Linked DNA regions of Sus scrofa: all the other regions are linked to region 3. Evidence: chromatin contacts called from public Hi-C data. All regions are on one chromosome and are shown on one strand. The core of a region is the stretch at or near the end of the contact, and the rest is flanking DNA. Distances in the headings are between cores, read along the strand shown. Region 1 overlaps SDC4 (syndecan 4). Region 2 holds the start of RBPJL (recombining binding protein suppressor of hairless-like protein). Region 3 holds the start of PIGT (GPI transamidase component PIG-T).

Region 1 (2,978 bases), core at 108-2,607, 76 kb before region 3:
ACATGCTTGTGTTCAGTCTTCCAAACATCCCCCACAGAGCCATTGTGCGGCAGCATCGCACGCCGCCCCAGCCCTCATGGACCATCCACCCCAGCACCCTTATATGTTCCTCCGCTGCCACCAACTGGGGCCCCAGCTGCTGTCCCCAGATCCTGTTCACAGCAGGATCTTAGGTCCAGGCCACTGAGAAGCTTTCAAAAGGAAAGTATGAAAGATCCGGGGAGGCAAAGAACTTTCCCCAGATCCTCCAAACATCAGCCCCCATCCCTTAGAGTTCAGATGGGTGTGCCAAACTAACCTCTCTCAAGAGAGTGGAAATATTCGGGCTGCCCATGACCCTTCCTCTTGGCTTCTTCTTTTGTGTGTGTGTTTGTGTGTATGTGTCTCTTTAGGGCCACACCCGAGGCATATGGAAGTTCCCAGGCTAGGGGTTGAATCGGAGCTGCAGCCGCTGGCCTGCACCACAGCTCACAGTGACGCCGGATCTTTAACCCATTGAGCAAGGCCAGGGATCGAACCCACATCCTCATGGATACTAGTCAGGTTCTTAATCTGCTGAGCTACAATGGGAACTCCCCTCTTAGCTTCTGAGCTAAGGCTTCACCTGCCCACAAGACAGTAGCCCTGGGCAGAGTTCATTCTTTCACTAATGAATACAAACATGTGAGTGCCTACTCTCTCCCAGAAGTCAAGCAAGTTCAACACACACCCCTGCCCAAGATGTTCTCTCTCCAACTCCTTAATTGCAGGGGGTGGGGGAGGTCGGCTAATAACCAAAGAACAACAGCTGGAGCTGCCGGGGAAGCCCTGTCCTCTCATTTCACAGAATCAGAAGCAATCGGCACCCCAGATGCAGCAGTGACTTGCCCGAGGTCACACAGTGACCTACAGAGCTGAGTGGAAAGAGGCCGGGGCTCCGTGTCTGACTGTCCCCAAGCTGTCCTTCACCCAGCAGAGACTGCCAGTGACACGGGGTGGAGGGTGTGTGTGTGGTGGGGGGAGCCTGAGAAGGAACATCCGTTTCTAAGACAAGGTTACCAGCTGTGGGAGAGGCCCAGGCCCTCCTGGCCTCTCTCCACGGGGGCTTCCGGGGAGCGGTGGGCAGAACCCGACTCTGAGGGGGGTGAGGGGGGGCCCTTCCGCCCTGCCCCAGGCAGCTGGATTCCGGGAAGGAAGGCAGTAGGCCCGCACCAAGAATGCCTGGTACACAGGGGTGGAGGGGGGGGAGCCAGAAGGGGTTAAGCCCTGGTTAGGGATGACTTCACGACTCGGGAATCAGGAGCTGGGGAGCTGCTGGCGCTGGAATTCCAGCCCCCGCACAGCCCCGTGCCTGTGGCTTTAGTTTGGCAGCTCCGGAGGAAAGCTCCTCCGGGGGTTGCGCAAGCTGCCCGTACCCAGGGCGGGGTCCCTGGGCTCCTACCCCCACCTCCGGCTGCAAATTCCCCTGGGGCCCAGAATCCAAATTCCCCTGGGGCCCAGAATCGGAAACAGCAGGGCCTCGGCAGCTTACCAAACTAAGCACTTAGTGTGAGTAGGTCCTCCTCGGAGCACTTATTTGCAGAAGTGTTAACGGGGTTGGGGGGGTGCGGCGATAAAGGGGTGAGGAGAAGGGGGGGAGGGGTTGGGAATGGATGAGTGGGGTGGTAGGGTGGTATGCTTAGAAAACCAGTCTCTTGCCTAAGATCATCCAGGCAGAAAGTGGCCACCCTGGACCAGAACCCAGGCAGGGGTCACCTGAGCCATTAGCCTGGTACAGACACACACATGAACACACATGTACACACAGTGTCTACCTACCTGGGCTGGGGGGGAGCCCTGTTAAGTGGAGGTCAAAGCCAGCCCAGGTGGTCAAGAAGGTACTTTGGCCACTTGTTTATCTGGCCTGGAGCCCAGACTGGCCGTGGCAATCAGGGCTCAAAGTCCTCAAGACAGGGGGCCGGGGTCCCATCCCTGGGCCGTTTCAAGCTGAGACCCTTCCCTACGTCTTCCTCCCCAGGAGTCATGGCCTGTTTACCACTCTGGACTTTCTTCTAGTGGGTGAAAGTGCTAAGGAGTGTTTCAAAACAACCCTTGGGATTAGCCCGCCCACTGGTTGGTAGCTGTTACCTGTCTCACGCTAGGAAATGAAGCCTAACAGAGGCGGTGGGAAGAGATCTTACAGCCCCATCAGCCCCCAAGCTGAGGCTAAAACCCAGACTGATTCCCAGTTCAGGCCTCTTAGTGGTCACTGGGTTGTCCCGAACCCTTCATTTTTCTACCAGGTCTCTGGAGAAGATAAGCGACTTCTCTAAGGCCACACCAGGGGTCAGCCACCTGGCCGGGACTGACCAGAATTCGATCTGGTCTGATACCTAGCCTAGCTCTCAAAGGACAGGGGTCCCTAAAGGCCACATGAGAGGAGCCCAGGTACCCACCCACAGCCAGTCAAGACACTTGAGAGAAGCTCTACGAGGACATGACGGGGACACAGGAAATGTTATCTCTCCTTCTCCAGCTCCAGAAGTGGCCTCTTTGGCCTCTTGTCTGCCCAGGACCCTGACTGGGGGAAATTCTCAAGTAGGCAGGAGCCCTAAGTCTAGGCCAGCAAGACAGAACCATGCTCCCTGGGATTGCGGGCAAGTGTCTCTTTGTGTGAATCTGTGTGTGTGGGGGCGGGGGGGGGGGTAGCAACAGCCCTCCTTTCCCCACCCTCTTTTCAGATAAGGCCCATTCAGTCTGGGGTGGCTTTGAGGAACCAAGCTACCCAGCAGCCAGGCCCAGCCCTGACCAGAGGGGGACCCCAACCCTGCTCCCAGCTCACTCCATCCCTGCCCCCAAAGCGTGAATTCACACATGTGTGCAGACACAAGGCCTCCTCTCTGGGCCCTCAGGTCTCTTGCACCTTTGCTCTACACACCGCCCCCCCCCCCGCCCCCACTGCCAGAAACCATCCGCTCAATAAGGGAGTGGGGGCCTGGGTCTCCCAGACCCTGGTAGGC
Region 2 (2,876 bases), core at 190-2,689, 100 kb before region 3:
CCCTCCCCATTTTGGAGGCCCTGCAGGCGCGGGGCTCAATTTGAAAAGGACCCTACAGAGCTGGCGAAGGGCACTGCAGGTCAGACGGGGGCACGCGGTCACAAACCATCGCCAGGTCTGGCTTGATGCCTGCTCCCCGCAGACCCTTCAGGGCCCCCAGGCCCTTTGACTCACCTGAGCCTGCCGGACAGCTCCGAGGCGCGGCCGCAGAGCGGAGCCGACGGGCGGAGCCTCCGGGGCAGTTGGACCAGGTAACGGCGCGGGCGGCTTGCCGGAGGTGGGGACCGCCAGGCAGCTGGAGCGAGCGGAGGCGGCGGCCGCATTTAACCCGGGGGCTGGCGGGTGGGGAGAAGGAGCGCGGCCCGCGACCCCTCCCACTGGCAGGGAGCGATCCCCCTTCCTCCGGGGGCTGGGGCGGGGCCAGCGCGGCGCCCCCCGCTCCCGCTACCCCTGGAGCCGCAGAAGCGAACTGCGGGGCGGGAATTGGGCTACAGCGGGAGGCTGGGCGGCTGCGCTCTGCGCTGCCGGAATGCGTTGGAAGCCTCCGAGGCATTACCCTGGGGAGAGCCCCAAGGGGCGGAGCGGGGCCTGGCTCAGCCGGCTGCCTGGCCCCGCTTCCGAGGGCGCGGTCCCGCTCTAGCCTCCCCCACCCCCTTCGCCCCCACCAGGGGTGGGGGGAGGTCGGGGACTCTGGTCCTGCGAAGAGGGTAAAGAGTTCAGAAGGGCAGCTTCAGGGTTTGTGGCTCTGCCCAGGCCCTTCCTGGTGGTCCCTCAAATTCTGCCATCACGAACGCTGTTCCACGTTCTCGGCAATTACTTAGGTCTTAGGCCCACCCACCCTCACCCATCAAAACTCCCAGGTCGAGAAGCCACTAGACCTAGAGGCTCTGACTGGCCCATGGCCCACTCCACGGGGCCGATGGAGGCCCTGTAATCTGGGGAAAGGAAGCTAGGACAGCAATAGGCCCCCTCTTGGGAGAAAGGATTTAGGAGTGTTGCTTTAACCCAGAAAAGACTCCAATATTCCCCCAGGATCCCGGGGACACGGTTGGGGGCCCACCCACGTTTTCAGGCATCTGCGGGCAGCCAAGAAAGCACTCTGGTCCAGGGGTCCAGCAAAAGCTCTTCCCCACCCCCATCAAGACTGCGCTGGGGTGGGTCTCCTCAGGGTGCAGGCAAGCCATGCGCCCTCAGAAACTCTTTCTTCATCCCAAGCCCGGCACAAGCAGGGCCTTTGTGCCACCGGGGCCTCTCCCCAAAGCTCCAGGCGGCAGTGGGCGCCAAGCCAGACCTGCGGAGTGGCGCCTGGGTGGTCCCGGTGGGCTCCATGCAGGCTTCCCTGAGCACCACGCAACCCAAATATTTAGCCCACAGCTTGCGCCCAAGTCCCCTCCCTTGCCCAATGCTTATTCTCTTTGACCCCGAGGGGGTAGAACTAAAACGGTGCCTTCCTCCGATCCATTTCATTCAACCTTACCCCCTTCCGGCTCTCTGTCGCCTGGCGCCTCGATGTTCCCTGCTGCTGGCGCCTGCCCGCCCCCACTCCCAGGTCATCCCCAGAGCCCGCCGCCCTCCTGCGGGAAGGCGTGCGCTGGTGCCTGCAGCAGCAGTGCGAACAGACGGTGCGGATCCTGCACGCCAAGGTGGCCCAGAAGTCCTACGGAAATGAGAAGCGGTAGGTCCCTCAGTGGCCCCTCCAAAGTCCCTGCGACCCGACCTTCATCCCTATGGGCCCCTCCGTGTTTGGCGTCTTAGAACCTGGAGAGGACTCAGGGCTCAGCCGTTGGCCAATCAGGGGTCTTTTCCTTCAGCCGCCATTGGCTCTGATGTCGGTTCGTAGCAGAACCTCCCTGTGAATTTCCAATTCATTCACTCATTCACCCATTCACTCATTCTTTCTTTCCACAGCTATCTACTGAGTGCCCCTCATGTGCCAGGCTCTCTGGCACTGCTGAGCATCAGGCATACAGCTGAATGAGACAGATACAGTCCCTGCCCTCGTGACATCTTCACTCTAGTGTGAAAGAGACAGGCAAATAAAGTCTTCACAAATCAGTGAACGAGACGCTTCCAGATTGCGATGAAAGCTAAAAGGGAAGCAGAACAGAGGGATGCGATAGAAACTGAGGAGCAGGGGTACTTTAGCTGGCAAGGACAAGGTGGTAAGCCTTTTAAAGAGGTGACTTCTGAATTGAGACTTGAAGGGGAAAATGGAGCCAGACATGAGAAAATCTAGGGGAAATGGGAGTTTCCATCGTGGCACAGTGGTTAACGAATCCGACTAGGAACCATGAGGTTTGCGGGTTCCATCCCTGGCATTGCTCAGTGGGTTAAGGATCCGGCATTGCCCTGAACTGTGGTGTAGGCTGCAGATGTGGCTCAGATGCCACGTTGCTGTGGCTCTGGCGTAGGCCTGCGGCTACAGCTCTGATTCGACCCCTAGCCTGGGAACCTCCATGTGCCGAGGTAAATATAAATATAAGCTTAAAAAAAAGAAAGACAATCTAGGGGAAATGTATTCCACTTAGAAGGGACAGGAAATGCGATGATCTTCACACTTCACACTTGGCCTGTACAAGCTATAAAAGAAGTCAAAGTTGCTGGAATTAGAGACAGAGGGGGGACCTTTAGGAAATAAAATTGGAGAGGTAAGCAGGGGCCAGATCATGTGAGGGCTTTGAGTTTAAACCTGGTGGCCTAGCCATTGAGGACCCTGCATTGTCACTGCTGCAGCGTGGGTTCGATCCCTGGCTCAGGAACGTCGACATGCCAAAAGAAAAAAAGGAAAAGAAGAAAAAAAAAAATCACTGGAAGATTTTAAGAAGATGAGTAACATACTCTTTTTTTTTTTTTTTTTTTTTTTTTGGCTGCACCCA
Region 3 (2,753 bases), core at 234-2,733:
AACAAAACAAATGTTGATCAGGATGTGGAACTATGGGAACATTGTTGGTACAACTACGAAATGATGCATTTTGGAGAAAGATCTAGAAGTTTCTTATAAAATTAAACATATATCCTCTCTTTGTCCACTCCTAACTATGTACCCAAAGGAAATGATAAGCATATGTCTGCAAAGTAACTTACATAGCAGCCTACCTCATAAGAACAGAAAACTTGAAAGGGCTCAGGTGTACCCAGACAGGAGAGCAGGTAAATGACAGTATATTCAGAAAGTAATACTACACAGCAATGAAAAGAAACAAACCACTCATACATGCAAGAAGATGAACGACTCACCAAAACATTCTTCCCCTGAAGCAAGCCTTTTACAAAAAAGTATACATAACAAATGATGATTTCATTTATATGAAGCTCTAGAACAGATTAATCCATTTTGTGGAGAAGAGTCAGAACAGTGGTTGCCTCTGGAAGGTGGCGTGCCCAGGGATTGACTGGCAAGGAACATTAGCCAAATTTCAGGGGGTTTACAGACACATAACAGCAGTTACACATGTATATCTATTTGTTGGACTCAGTGAATGTGCACTCCAGAGTTGTGCATTCATGTTTGTAAGTTTTACATCAAAAGAAAAATGTAAGCAAGTATTGAACTCTAGTTAATGGTATGGATGCTGAACTATATAAGGGCAAGTGTCCTTATGTCTGAAATTTCTTTGAAATGCATCAAAACTTAAGATGAATTGAGGAAGTTATAGACTGTGATAAAGCAAGCATAGTAACATGTTAATTGTGGAATCTGGGTGATGAGTAAACAGGTGTTAAGCCTTTCAACTTTGTTGTATGTTTGAAATTTTTCATAATAAAAGGGTGAATTATTTCAGAGTTTTGTGCAAAAGTTCTGCACCAGAAGAGCTGGCTAGGCCCAGCAAATAGAGACAAGAAATTAAGGGAGGCAGGAGCCTGGCCGTACGACCTCGCAAAAGTAATCATTTTCATCAGTTTCTTTATTCTTTTCTTTCTTTCTTTCTTTTTTTTTTTGTCTTTTTAGGGCCGCACCAACGGCATATGGAGGTTCCCAGGCTAGGGGTACAATGGGAGCTGTAGCCACTGGCCTACAGCCACAGCAAGGCGGGATGCGAGCCGCGTCTGCGACCTACACCACAACTCACGGCAAGGTCAGTTCCTTAACCCACTGAGCGAGGCCAGGGATCGAACCCAGTCTGTTTCTTCAACTATAGCGGAGGGACAATGGCTGCAGCGACGCTCGATATTATTAAGCACTTTCTCGCGGGGAAGGGGGTCCTCAGTCCAGGCCCGAGCCACCTCACGTGCCCACCACCCATCGTGCCGGCTCAGCATCCTTTTACCCGCACCAGTCCTGAAGGGGCTCATCTAGGCCGTTTGCTCTGGTAGCCGGACCCCCGCTTTCAGGATGGCACCGGAAGTCACTTCTCCTACGCTCTTCCTATTGGAGGCCGGCCATCCAAGGGGGCGGGACTACTGGGAGGCGGAAGCAGCCGCAGGCATGGCGGCGGCGGTGCCGCTTTTTCTGTCGGTGCTGCTGCTCCTGGGGCCTGGCAGCTGGAGCCAGGCAGAATCCCCACGCGATAGCCTGCGGGAGGAGCTTGTCATCACCCCGCTGCCTTCTGGGGACGTAGCCGCCACATTCCAGTTCCGCACGCGCTGGGATTTGGATCTGCAGCGGGAAGAAGGTGAGGAGGCTGATGGGAGAAAGGTACTGTGACACCTGCTGGGAGTGGGGCGGAGGCTAGCCTAGGGGCGGGGACTGATTCCTGGATGAGATTCTGGCCCCTGGTCGTGGGGCCGGACAAACAGGGTCCTCGCGGAAGGATAGAATAGTTGTTGAACAATCCCATCGTACCGATGAAGAAATTGAGGCCTGGAGAGGGGGAGTGACTCCTCCTGAGTTCTAGTCCAGTGCTCTTTCCGCAGCTCCAGGCTGCCACTCTAAACCTTTAGTTAGAACCCTCTGTTGCAACACTGATGATGGTACAATTTGAGGTGACCATTTATCCTGGGTGCTCGGCGCAGTGCTAAGTTCTGTGAACGGTTATGAAAAAGAGATTGGAGGCATAGAGAGGTAAAGGCACCTTTCCAAGATGACATTGCTAGTAGGTGACTGAATCTGGTCTGGAGTTTAGATTCCTCTGAACCCAGAGCTGGGGTGTATTGTTTCTCTGGAGTGTCTGAGAACCCTCCCTCCAGGATCATCATCACTCACCTGCTCCCTTTTCTCCAGTGTCTCATTATAGGCTCTTCCCCAAAGCCCTGGGGCAGTTGATCTCCAAGTATTCTCTGCGGGAGCTGCACCTGTCATTAACCCAAGGCTTCTGGAGGACTCGATATTGGGGGACACCCTTCATTCAGGCCCCGTCAGGTGCAGAGCTCTGGGTCTGGTTCCAAGACACTGTCACTGAGTGAGTGCTCACCTTGAGGCCTGCGGCAGGCCTTGGTGGGAATGTGGCTGGGCAGGTGTTGTCATCCTACCACTGCCCTTGGCAGCAATTCCATGGGGGTAAATCTGGCGTTGGATGCAAGAAATATTCTGACTTGGGGGCATTCTTGCCTAGGCTGAATATACCTTTTTCCCCAGTACTTCCAGACCCAAGGTAGCATGTGCATATATCTATAGAGGCAATAGAAAGCTCTGGCAGATTCGGTACCCCCCCCCTCTTTTTTTGATCCTTTTTTTAGGGCCGCATCATGGCATATGGAAGTTCTCAGGCTAGGGGT

The links. A called contact is a pair of places that touch in the nucleus more often than the background predicts.
Region 1: a contact with region 3 is called in a Hi-C map of embryonic fibroblasts, with 3 times the contacts expected there. The contact joins the enhancer-like site here to the promoter of PIGT in region 3. A contact is called at or near these places in 4 of 5 promoter capture datasets (fetal liver, fetal skeletal muscle, liver and 1 more), 7 of 47 Hi-C or Micro-C datasets (alveolar macrophages, embryonic fibroblasts, epiblast stem cells and 2 more) and 2 of 2 datasets of contacts at active chromatin or transcription factors (alveolar macrophages and skeletal muscle).
Region 2: a contact with region 3 is called in a Hi-C map of epiblast stem cells, with 1.8 times the contacts expected there. The contact joins the promoter of RBPJL here to the promoter of PIGT in region 3. A contact is called at or near these places in 4 of 5 promoter capture datasets (fetal liver, fetal skeletal muscle, liver and 1 more), 6 of 47 Hi-C or Micro-C datasets (alveolar macrophages, embryonic fibroblasts, epiblast stem cells and 2 more) and 2 of 2 datasets of contacts at active chromatin or transcription factors (alveolar macrophages and skeletal muscle).

The regions. Positions count from the first base shown.
Region 1 is chr17:47,658,209-47,661,186 of Sscrofa11.1, forward strand. The region is part of intron 1 of SDC4 (syndecan 4); the gene reads right to left. Among named protein-coding and RNA genes, the nearest start is that of SDC4, 11 kb to the right of the region's middle. Within about 2 kb of position 1,358, at least 58 of the 83 cell types and tissues checked have an H3K27ac peak or open chromatin away from gene starts, as enhancers often do. A contact at or near this core is called in alveolar macrophages, embryonic fibroblasts, epiblast stem cells and 4 more, where this site is marked.
Region 2 is chr17:47,629,993-47,632,868 of Sscrofa11.1, forward strand. RBPJL (recombining binding protein suppressor of hairless-like protein) reads left to right here and starts at 1,440. Exons shown (of 10, transcript XM_021077696.1): 1 at 1,440-1,675. The coding sequence starts at 1,440. MATN4 (matrilin-4) reads right to left here and starts at 1,203. Exons shown (of 11, transcript XM_021077596.1): 1 at 175-1,203. The coding sequence starts at 553.
Region 3 is chr17:47,733,856-47,736,608 of Sscrofa11.1, forward strand. PIGT (GPI transamidase component PIG-T) reads left to right here and starts at 1,484. Exons shown (of 12, transcript XM_003360013.5): 1 at 1,484-1,711; 2 at 2,260-2,437. The coding sequence starts at 1,525.